Regions from separate parts of the Canis lupus genome. Here region 1 is linked to region 2. Evidence: chromatin contacts called from public Hi-C data. All regions are on one chromosome and are shown on one strand. Each heading gives the region's core, a stretch centred on a gene start, on an enhancer-like site or on the middle of the called end of the contact. The rest is flanking DNA. Distances are from core to core; before and after follow the strand shown. Region 1 overlaps MYO5C (unconventional myosin-Vc). Region 2 holds the start of GNB5 (guanine nucleotide-binding protein subunit beta-5).

Region 1 (5,824 bases), core at 1,811-4,310, 44 kb after region 2:
TCACGGGACTCCTGAGAGTGAAGCAGTCAGAGCAATATGTGGTCCTCCTTGGTCCCACGGTCCAAACTCCTTCTTTTTTTTTTTTTTTCAAAGATTTTATTTATTTATTCATGAGAGACAGAGAGAGAGAGAGAGAAAGAGGCAGAGACACAGGCAGAGGGGGAAGCAGGCTCCATGCAGGGAGCCTGATGTGGGACTCGATCCCAGGACTTATCCCAGGACTCCAGGATCACACCCTGAGCAGAAGGCAGACACTCAACCACTGAGCCACCCAGGCATCCCCCGAACTCCTTCTTTTAAACAATAGGAAACTGGCCCAGAGAAGATAGACAGCTCTCTTGTGAAGTCAAGAGGTGACCCAGATGTGATTCCTAAAGTTCTTCTAAGTCACGTGTGGGTATTCCATGACATTTACAGAGAATATTTACATGATCTTGCTAATATTCTACTAACATGCAATTCATTTATTTAGTGGAAGCTTACAAGCTTTCCAAATTTATACCGAAATGTTTTGCATTGAAGAATAGAGGGACATTCGAGTTTGTGTTTCCTGGTAGGGAAGGAATTCAGTTAAGCCTCGATTGTCCAAGCATGGATCATTACTATTGTGGATTTTCTGATAATAACTTAAAACAAAAGATTCTGATAACAAGGTAATTTAATTTTAATACGGGTATTTATAGAAATATAACATGATGGAATGTATAATAATGATTCACAATCAATTTATAATTTAATTTGAAAATGTTCTCTAGGTAAACATATTTGAATAACTTCATAAACCATATTCATATAATTTCAAAAGAGTTAGAAAGTGGACTTTTAAAATATGAAAAGCAACTATTGGTAAGTCAAAGGCAACTTGGGAGTTCATCCTTGGAAGAACTGAAGGAATCAGGGTCGTTTTGACTGTGGCCTTTACACAGATGCTCTTAAATGTCTGATCCTGTGGGAGTGTGAAACTGCTCCCTCCGTGAGGCTCAAAGACCACCGGAGCCAGGGAGCTCATCTGCAAGTGAAAAGCCCCTTCTACCTTTGCCTGCTTTCTCAGTTGGGCCACCTCCCCCTTTAAGCCATCTGAGGTGACACGTTCTTCCTCTAGTTGATGATGCAAGTGCATTTTCTCCTCTTTGAGAGCTTGAATGTCTTCTTTCAAAGACCAGATCTGCTTCTCATAGTCTTGTGTTTTCAGTTCAAAACTTTTTTCAAGAAGTCTAGGAGCAAAAGAAAAGAAATAACTAATTCAGAATTTCTCAAGTCTTAACCATGAATTAGAACCATACATCATCTTGAAAATAAGAGACTCGGAAAGGAGACATGTAATTAGGATCCACTGTGACCCTTCCAATAGACAATGGCCTTATTTTTAGCTGACTGTTGCCTGTCCCCTTAGGTTACAGAAATTTTTTTATACCTTCTGAGAAATGTGGCTCTACTATGGTCACACAGAGGAAACACAGGATAGGGAGGCTGAACTCAAAGACTCAGTGGGGTTGGGATACTCCACTCCAGAAGCCACCCTAGTTCTGTGTGGTTCCCTGTGGTCTCTTGGAGGAGCCCCTTCCCTTGGCAAAGATCTTGGCACATTCTGCCAAGTGCTAGCCCCTGCCGAGTTCCAAGGATCCTAGAAGGGTTTGACTGCGTCCTAAATAAGTTAATACAGCCATTTAACCTGTCAAAGGAGCCAGCCCTTCTAACATTCTGCAATAAACTGCAGCAAATCCAGGTGCCCCAAAGTCCAGGGCAATTCCTTGTGAGTCCTCAATTCCTTGTGAGACAGCTGCTCAATTAAATATGGGATGACTGATGAAGAAAATAACCAAAGAGAGACATGACCCAGACCAGCCCTACATAACCCAGAGGGGCCAGCAGAACAGAAGCAGTCCTAGGGACTCCAGCAGTTTTTATGATCACCACTCTACTTGCTAGGCTGTCATCTCAGTTCATTTATGACTGACTTACATAGCACAAAGGGAGAGCCCCCAGGAAGGGAGTCACATTCCCAGCAGGTCTGTGTTTCCTTTTGTAGATATTAACAAGCTTCTCAACTTTGTGCTCCTAAGAGGCCAGTAAAGCATCTTTAAAGAAGCAAACCGCAACCAGAAGTCTACGTCGAAAGAATCTCAGACTTGTACCTACTTTGGTTGGGAGTCACACACAGACTTCAGGCATCTGGAGGCCCGTTGAGGGTTGTGACAGGTGCTAAAATGTCTCGAGTCTGCTGACCCGGGATCAGACCAAGCTACAGATGAATGCTGATGAGGACTGCAAGAAACTTAAAGTGACCTGGCCTCAGCCTGCCTCTCCAAACCCCTTCCTGAAATAATTGTTCCCAAGTGGCCCCAGGTCACAGTGAACTGAGCCAAGAACTGAGCTCCTCTCCTAGAGTTGAGAGTTCACTGAAAAATAAAATTTTCAAGGTGACGAGCAAAATCTCCTACTCACACAGGACCAGGAAACACGTATCTGTCAACTCTTGATGCTCTTCAGTTACATTCTCTCCACTAATGTTTTGGTATCCAGCTCCTTACTAAGATCCAGGCTCTCCTGCCAACTAAATGCACAGGGAAGCTGTATATCCTACCACCTAGCCCTGAGCCTTCTAGACAACAGAAATGTGCCAGGAATATTTTGTCTTTCCCCAGCACCCTGCCATGCATCCCTCCTTTGAGATCTAAAAGCTTTGCGTTGACTCTTGAAGAGAAGGGAGTGTAGACTGCAGTCTTTGCAGATTAACAGAATTTGGTACTGAGACAGGAAAGGTGGGGCAGGTGCAGTACAAGGTCCTGGGAACCTGCCTTTACTATCGTGAGGTGGGTTCCATCCCTTATTGTCTGGGGCAAGAGTCAAGTTAACAGACACAACACACAGGGGAGGGAGGAAAGCTTATTTTCAAGGCAATAATTTTACTGCTTGGACTTGATGGAAGCTGAAAGGGACAGCAGGGCCTGACCTTTTCTGTCTGAGCAATGAAGGGAAAGCCAGAAGTTCCCAGGGGCCCACCGCCCACAGCTGCAGAACCTGTGCTGTCTGAAAGGTGCACCCTGCGGGACTCGGCTCTCACACATGTGAGTCTCTCACTTCCTAAAAACATTCACACACACCCCATCTCCTGCCCCAGCTTTCCTGTATCTGTGACCTGCTATCTGCAAGCTGAGAGGCAACATATAAAAGAGTAGAGACAGATGCAATAGCTCTGAGGCAAACTAGGTTTCGTACATTCTCTGTTGTTCTTCTTTTTGTACGTCATCAAAGAGCTGCTTGGTGAGATCATCCATTTTTCCTGTGAAAAGAGAATGTTTTTTGAAATATATCTGCAAACCAATGCCTTGATGTTTTCATATACATATATATGTATTATTATTATTATTAGTATTAGTATTATTATTATTAAAAAGTACACAGAAACGTTTTAGGAAGAAAATGGCCAGTTTACGACAGGGTTTCAGTCCTGGCACTGTTGATGCTTCAGACTGGACAATACTTTGTTGTGGAGAGGGGGCTGTCCTGTGCAGTGTGGGACGCTGGGCAGCAGCTCTGGTGTCTTACCACTGTGACCACCAAACATGTCCCCTGATGAGGAGAGGGGAACCAGAGTGGTCTCTTGGCTGCGAACCACTCATTCATGATAACCAAGAAAATAATAAAGTGTGTCTGTCTTCATCTGTGGACAGGGTAGTATGACAAAGCTGCTGGTGCATTTTAGTATAAGAGTCTCTAACAACAGAGTGAGGTTGAGGTGACATTGGACAGCCAGGCAATAATCGCTGGGGGTCTGGTCATTCTGAAGACGTGACAGCCCCATTTTCCCAGCATATCTACACACAACAGGTGCCCTTGAAAATGGGGGTAACCCATCAAAGCCTGACATCTCTATTTGTATTTAGTTGATACCTCATCCTTGACCTCTACCTCATTTCTGAATCCCACCACAGAGGGAAGCCCAGGGAGGAGGTGATGAAAGCTGCCCTGAATTACTTGATTAAAAAAAAAAAGGCCAATGGTATTAGTTTGTCAAATAGATATCAAATGTCACTGAATCAAAATGACTGCCTCAGAATGTCATGAGTCAGCCAGAAAAAAACTAGGAAAATGCTTAAGCTTTAATTTAGAAGCCCGCATATTTGATGTAATTTCAATTTTTAATTCACTCACAGAATTGGCTTCAGTTCTGATGCTTGCATCTCAGGCTATTTACCAAGGGGTGAAAGAGCTGCTCAAATGTGACTTTCTTCCCAGGAGCAATGGGACGGTGTCCATGTTGGGATCTCAAAAAGGGGGAATGTGTGAGAACATCCCTTAGGTCACAGGGTAAGCGAAGGCTGGTACTTTTCACAAAACACTGTTGGCCATGTGTAGGGAGACTCACAGGATAAGCAGTTTATAAACAGGGGTTTAAAAGCCATCAGGTACTTTTTAGAAGGAAATATCAAATTATGGACTCAACCATGTCATTGCTGTCAAATATGTAATTTTTAGGACACGCTTGTAGGAATTTAAGTTTTCTTGTGAGGAAAAACCACTTAAAGTTACAAGAAAGCACAAATATACTCAGGAGCAGTATATTGTAATAAAAAAGTTAGAGGTGGGCAAGTGCTTCCCTAATTCAGGTCTGAGGTTTACTCAGAGACCTCTGACTCCATGTGTTCCTCCCCACTCACATCATCAGTCCTCTGAGACTGGCTGCAGGGTGTGATTATCTGTAGCTGGAGGTTACTCCCAGGCTTGGCACCATCTGGACAGCCTTTCCTGTTCTGCTGGCCAGGACTCAGGATGTTAATTTCCTCCTACTGATGTGTTTCTCCCATACTCTGACCTGAACCCCTAGGGTTCCTGAATCCTGCCTGCTGGGCCTAAGGTGTGCGCTAGATCCCCAGGCCTGAACTCCCACGACCCTGTCGCCCCATCAGAGCTTACAGAAAAGATCTCTGGACAGGACAGATAATCAAATGTGGCAATTTAAACCATCTGGTCAGGAACCATCAGGTTCCTGCTCCTATTGGGATTTAGCAAGCACTTGCAATTAGAATTTGAGTTGGAAATCTACGGATGGACAGAGGTAGGCTAAGGGGGCCTGCTCCACACCCCTGAATGAAAGTGATACCGCTGGTTCCCAGGGTCTGCATCTGAGAGCCCAGGGTGATATGGCTCAAGTGCTCAGCAGGGCCTTCACTCAGAGCCAGGGCAGTAGCAGAGGAGGGGGAACCAGAGCAGAGGATCCTGTGTATCAGGATCGCTAAATTTTTTTTTTTTAAATATAGATGTGTGAACCACCCTGGCGGTACCATACACAGACACATCCCTCACCCCATCTCCTGGTGGAAGAGCTCCAGGCTTATGGCCCAACCATCTATATTTTGCAAATGGCCCTGGTGGTTCTGAGGCAGCGATTGCTGAGCTATCTGACAAAAGATGGAAATAAAGCAGAAGAGTCTGTAGGGTAAAGTTATCACAACTTAAATATAGTTGTTCTCTGTGAGGCAAAAAATGATCTCATTTCACTGTACTCTCATGAGTACATGACAGATTCTGGATTCTACCTAAAACTCAATTCACACCCATTAGTTATTTCCTGAATGCCTGGACAGGTGAGCACATGGAAGCATGCATCGGGCCACCTTGGGCTCTACCTTTTAGCTCTTCAGTCTTCTCTCGGAGCTGCAGCTCTATTTGCTCTTTTTGTATTTCCAGTTCTGAATTATGCTTCTGAAGCTTTGCCAATTTCTAGTGAAGGGAGGAAAAGAATCTTTTTAAAAAAGTTCAAGTTTTGTCACCACAGCCTTGATGCATTTTTATCTATCCATCCATGCATCCATCCATCTCA
Region 2 (5,892 bases), core at 3,013-5,512:
CCCCCGCGCCCCCCGCGGCCCCCGCACCCCGCACCCCCGCCCGGCGCCGTGCCCAGGGCGATGCCCGCCGCCCCCCCCCCGCGCCCCCCGCGCCCCCGCCCGGGCACCTGCCGCGCGCGCCCGGCGCCGTGCCCAGGGCGATGCCCGCCGTGGCGCTGCTGCGCACCCCGCCCCGGGAAGCGGGGAGCGTCGTGCCCATTTCACCGGCGGGAGAGCCGAGGCGCAGAGGTGATGAGATGACCTGGCGGAGGACGCGCACGTACTGCCCGGCCCCCGGGAGCCGCTGAGGTCCCGGAGCGCGGCCTTCCTGGCGCCCGCGTCCCCGGCACCCGTCTCCGCTCAGGGGGACTTGGTAGGCTGCGGCGCGGCTGCTTCCTGCAGCGCAGAGAGCGGGGAGCGGGCAGCGAGGCCCAGGCCGCACCACGGATGGAGACCCGGCCTCGTCCTGGGAAGCCCCGGTGCTCCCCCCCAGCGAACCCGAAACTTGCCTCCCTGTGCGCTTACGTAGAAGTCCTGGTGCCAGGCACTGTTCCAAGCACTTTGCGTTAATAAATCACAACAGTCACCCTGAATGGATACTGTTATCCCCATTTCACAAATGAGGACACTGAGGCACAGAAGGGTTATATGATTTGCTTGAGTCACACTCCCAAGAAAGAGGTAAAGGTAGGATTTGGACCTAGACAATGTGGCTCCATTCAGCTACATGCCTGGCGACTTAAGTGTGGAGGAGCCAACGCATTGCTTCTCCCTTTTGCCTGTCCATGAGCTTGCATGTATGTGTGTATGTGTGTATGTGTGCATGTGTGCAAAATGGGAAGGTGGATTAAGGTTACAAACTCTAGAGCATGGGACGCCTGGGTAGCTCAGCGGTTAAGAGTCTGCTCTCTGCTCAGGACGTGATCCTGGAGTCCTGGGATCAAGTCCCGCTGGGCTCCCGGCGTGGAGCCTGCCTTTCTCTCTTTGCCTCTCTCTGTGTCTCTCATGAATAAATAAATAAAATCTTAAAAAAAAAAAAAAAAAAACTCTAGAGCAAACATTCCCAAACAGGATTTGGGGGTATGTCCTCACCCCTCCCTGCCTGAGGAATCCAGCTTCTACTTGCTGTCCTGGGCAGCTGTTTACCAAAGAAAAGTTGGAAGTAATCTGTATTAATCTATACATGGTCGTCTAGAGGTTAGATTCTGAGCTCAGTTTCCTTCGCTGGAAAATCTACTTCCTAGGGCTATTAGGAGAATTAAATAAGATCATGTGAATGAACTTTTTAGCAGCTTCTCCATCATAGCAGATACTATTAACTACCAGCTCCCCTTTCCCTTCCCATCAGTAGAAGTTCATTCATCAATTATTCTCAGTATTTAGCATGATTACTGGTATATTGTAGGTACTCAGTTAATGTTAGTTCATTAAGTGGATGTATAAAACAGAATATATGCAATATATAATTAAAAATAAAATAAATATAAAATATGAATATAAAATATAAATGCTTAGATATATACAACTATTTATAAAAGCAAAACTATTACGTCTGCCTCAGAGTTTGCAGAGCAAAAGTTTAAGAGCAGAAGTTGTAGCTAGGTCATATCGCCTGAGGATAAATCTAGGCTGTGTTGTGTGGCCTTGAGTGATTTACTTAACTTCTCTGCATCAGGCTCCTTATCTGTAAATGGATAACATCTCAGAAAGGCCTCGTCAGGGGCTATGCAGGGCATTCAGACCTGTGCCTGACACACAGTATTTGCTCATTATTATTAAGGCTCCATGATACACTTGAGCAATTCACATGAAGTAATTTAAATGAAACACTAGGTCCTGGGAGGCACTTCTCACCAGGGTCACCTCAGAAGGCCTAGCCCAATAGCCTCCTCTCCTCATTTCCTCGTGATGCCTTATGGCCCATCATGGGATGTGTGCCTGCTTCAGGGTCTGCCTGTGTGTCATCTGGGGTGAGCAGAGATTCACACTGGTGTGTGCCCTCCTCTGAGGTTCTCTCTGTTAAACAAATCCCAAACACCCTCCATTCTGAAGGGTCTACCATCTAGAGATAAGGCCATGCGACTTCTTAATAGATGGGAAAGTTTGCAAAGAGCCTTTCTGTACTTCGGTTTTAACTTTTTTATAGGTAAGGAAGCTAGAAATGAGAAAAGTTGAGGTCTCCTACATTTTGGCAGGGGTGGAGTTACAGTTCCCTGTTCATGAAAAGGGTCCACTGGGGGCTACACATTTGCAAACACCCAGGTAAAAATTAGCTACCAGTCATTTGGATGTCTCACCCACAACAGGGTGTCTGAATATTTGGGAGTGAATATTGGGAACCCTCAAGTGCTTGTGGAGATAGCCTGTGACAGTTTCCTGGAAAATATCTCCAGGCCAGAGCCTCTGCCCTGGGAAGAATCTATGATGCTGCAGGATATGACGATGGGGACTCTGGGCTCCTTGTGTCCACAGAAGTTGTTTAAAAAATAGAAGAGCTAAGATGAATAAATAGCACTTCTCCAGGATGGTAGGGCCACCGGAAAACAGGCTTATTTTAAGAACTGAACGTCCTCTGTTTGACGATGTGCAGAGCCATGTTTAGAACACAATGTGCTTGCTGCAGGGAGAAGTCCATTACACTAAGCCTGATCTTGTGATATCAGGATTATTATGCTGTCCCAAAGCCTGTATGTCACTCTGGGCTGTTTACTTGCCATTTGCTTTACAGTGATATATTTTTTTAAGATTTTATTTATTTATTCATGACAGACACAGAGAGAGAGAGAGAGAGAGCAGAGACACAGGCAGAGGGAGAAGCAGGCTCCCTGCAGGGAGACTGACATGGGACTCGATCCCGGGTCTCCAGGATCACACCCCCGGCTGAAGGCGGCCCCAAACCGCTGGGCCATCGAGGCTGCCCACGGGGATATTTTTTTTAAATGTAATTACTATCAGGAGTTATAATGGGACCAAGAGAATTAATACTGCCTTTTCCTCTTCAGTTGGATAAAATGTAAAAATCACCTTTCCTCTTTTTTCTTATTTTTTATTTTTTATTTTTATTTTTTTTAATGGATGTACTGCCCCAAGGCACCAGCGCCTGGTCCTCCCAGCCTGTGCGTGCAGAACCCTGGCCAGCAGGTGCCCCACAGCCTCCCAGGAAGGATGGGGCAGCTCACTGGAGGATGAAGCCTGTCTGGTGTGGAGGCAGCCCCGGCGGGGGTCTCTGGGGAAGAGCCGGTGGGTATGGAGACATGAACTGTGCAGAGAATCCTTGCTGGGGGGGGGGTGGGGGCGGTTTAAAATGTGTGGCTAATTGGGGGTTTCCAATTGGACTTTTGGAGAAGCATGTTTTACCATTTTTGGCCAGGTGAGGGCTCTGCTCAGCCATAATACCTAGCACTGCTTTGCAAATCCTCTTGAGAAAGGACTGATTTCTGGGGCTTCCGCCATTCTATGGGCATTTTGCTGCAAAACCTGAATAAAGCCTGTGTGTAGCCACCTCTGGTGAGGACTGATTTGTGTTCTTTGAAAAACATAAGGATTTATATTCAGTCAGTCCTTAGTCCTCCCTGAAATCTTAGGCCTAAGGAACACTTTTCCTTTAACTTAACTTTGGCTACTAGGGAAGCCCTGTAGGGTTCAGTCTTCAATAGAGCTGTTCCTAGGGAAAGCTGGACCATGGCCTTTGGAGGGGCATTTCCAGGCTGTTTGTTTGCCAGAGTCTCTTTTGTCTTGGTTGTTTGCCTAGCAGACAGACAGCAGTAGCAAGAAGCATTAGCACTAAAAAAGTAGCAATAGCTAAAACGTTCATTGAACACAGCCTGTGCTGGGTACTGTTTTAAATATTTTATCAAATGAACTCATTTAATTCTGACAAAACCCTATGAGACAAATGCTAGTATTCCTATTTTATATAGGGGAAAACTGACCTCCGCCACCTAGGTACATAGCTAGGATTTGAACCCAGGAGGTCAGAGAATCCACACCTTGAACCACCAGACTATACTGTCCTCACTTAGCCTCAGTGTGCTGAAAATGTTTGGTTGTAAGCTGATTTTATGGCAACTCCTCTGTCACAGGAACCTGACATGAGACATCATTTTAAAACAGATAACCACTTTTTTTTTAAATGGCACTTACGATTTCTGCACATGTTGAACAGTAGCTGAGCTGTTGAGATTTCTTGAAAACGGGTCTCAGAGCCCGTTGTTTGAAACATTTGTCACAGGAGCCAAACACATTAACGAGAAAGGTCTGATCACACATTTTTTATCCAAAATGAGGCTGAAAGAGAGAGAGAGAGAAAGGGATGTAGGTGCATGAGAAAAGCCAACAGAAACAGCTTTTTAAAATCTCATCTTCCTTTGGTCACGATGGTTGCTCAGCCTTTCTACATGTGGGATAAAGTATATGAGTTAATTTATAACCTTTGATTTATTACAACACAAACTTGTTTATTTAATCAGTAAGAAAGCATCAGACAATAGGTTTTCTGGGGTTACCATTTAACTGGCTATTTTGGCAGGTTACAGACATGGACACAATTGATCTCTGCAGCACAATATTAATCCCGTGGGGCTCCACGGTGGAGAGCATTATTATAATGGATACTACAGTTTAAAACTTAAAAAAAAATCCTCCCCTGATGGTAAACATTTGGAGTAAAGAAGAGAGTTAGAAAATGGCAGAGCCTGATCTCAACTAATATTGTAAGGCTGAGTAAACACAGTATTGGTTCTCTGCAAGGGACACATCCCACTTATTAAACATTTGACAGTCATAGACCCAGGGCTCCTGTCTGTCCATCCCGAAGTCAACAGACAGGCCCAGGCCACTGAAGGGAAGGTAAACTTACAGAAGCAAAACCATCTGGTGGCTGAGGGTGCTAGCTCTGGCTGACCAGATCCTGGTGCCACTACTTGAGCAAGTCATTCGAACTCTCTGGATCTTTGCTAATCAATCAAATGGGGATCTTAACATCCACAGTCACAGGATCATTGGGGGATTTATAAAAGTGCATAAAGCTTAGCTCAAGGAGGAAATAGAGTGAGTGCTCCATAGATGTTAAGCTGCCCTGAGAGTGGCTGTGGTAGCAGCGGCAGCAGGGGCGGGGGATGAGGCTGGAGTTGTGGAAAAAGCAGAGGTGAGCCTGTGACCACATTTCAGGCAGAGCACGATGAAGGCCTTACATGAAGCAATGATGTAGGATGGATTTGACCATGCTTACAAAGAAGGAGCTAGACTTGGTGATGTGTGGGGACAAGGAGGGGGAGAGGTCTATGATGCCTTCTGAGTTTCTGGGAGGCTAGACATTGCAGTGCTACTGTTGGAGAGGACGACAAGCAGGTTAAAGGGGGGAGGGCCCAGCCATCGTAACCAAGCCAATTTAATAGGTGTTTCGAAGAGGGGGCCACATCAGGGTTTGAAGAAATGACCCCCTTAGTAGAGGATGGTTTTGTCCCCTCTCCCACAAAGAGACTTTGGGACACTGGTCTGAACATTTCAAGAAAGCCAAATTTCTGAGGAACATATTTGTAGGGCAGGTAGCAGCGGGGACACCTTGAAGGGAGAATGTCTACCATACAGATGTCACCATCGGACTAGAGGAAGAATGGGGAGAATGAATTGGGTTGAACTCCTCCAACAAAGGGGCAGTAGTTCATGAGATCTCTAAGGAACAGGGGAGTAGAGGATAGTCCTTTACGGATGAGAGATCAGAAGGAAACCAGCTACTGACCAACCACCACAGCGTGCTTGCCCTGACTGCTCACAGCCACCCTAGGAAGGAAGCAGACATCGGTGGTGTAGCCGAGGACATGCCTCGGGATTAAATACGTTCAAGGTCAGCAGTGAGGCCTTTATGTGGTGGGACTCTACAACCTTTCTCGTGGAGCTGGCACAAGCAGGCTG

The links. Hi-C and Micro-C count contacts between places; a contact is called where the count stands out from the background.
Region 1: a Hi-C map of blood shows a contact between it and region 2, with 2.7 times the contacts expected there. The contact joins the enhancer-like site here to the promoter of GNB5 in region 2. A contact is called at or near these places in 3 of 9 Hi-C or Micro-C datasets (amygdala and blood).

Annotation. Positions count from the first base shown.
Region 1 is chr30:18,214,556-18,220,379 of UU_Cfam_GSD_1.0, forward strand. It overlaps MYO5C (unconventional myosin-Vc), which reads right to left. Exons shown (of 41, transcript XM_038580442.1): 23 at 5,631-5,724; 24 at 3,220-3,283; 25 at 1,034-1,214. Among named protein-coding and RNA genes, the nearest start is that of GNB5, 44 kb to the left of the region's middle. Within about 2 kb of position 3,061, at least 2 of the 20 cell types and tissues checked have an H3K27ac peak or open chromatin away from gene starts, as enhancers often do. A contact at or near this core is called in blood, where this site is marked.
Region 2 is chr30:18,169,588-18,175,479 of UU_Cfam_GSD_1.0, forward strand. GNB5 (guanine nucleotide-binding protein subunit beta-5) reads right to left here and starts at 4,263. Exons shown (of 12, transcript XM_038580438.1): 1 at 4,123-4,263. The coding sequence starts at 4,248. LOC119866894 (a long non-coding RNA gene) reads left to right here and starts at 1,858. Exons shown (of 3, transcript XR_005381665.1): 1 at 1,858-2,666; 2 at 3,070-3,219.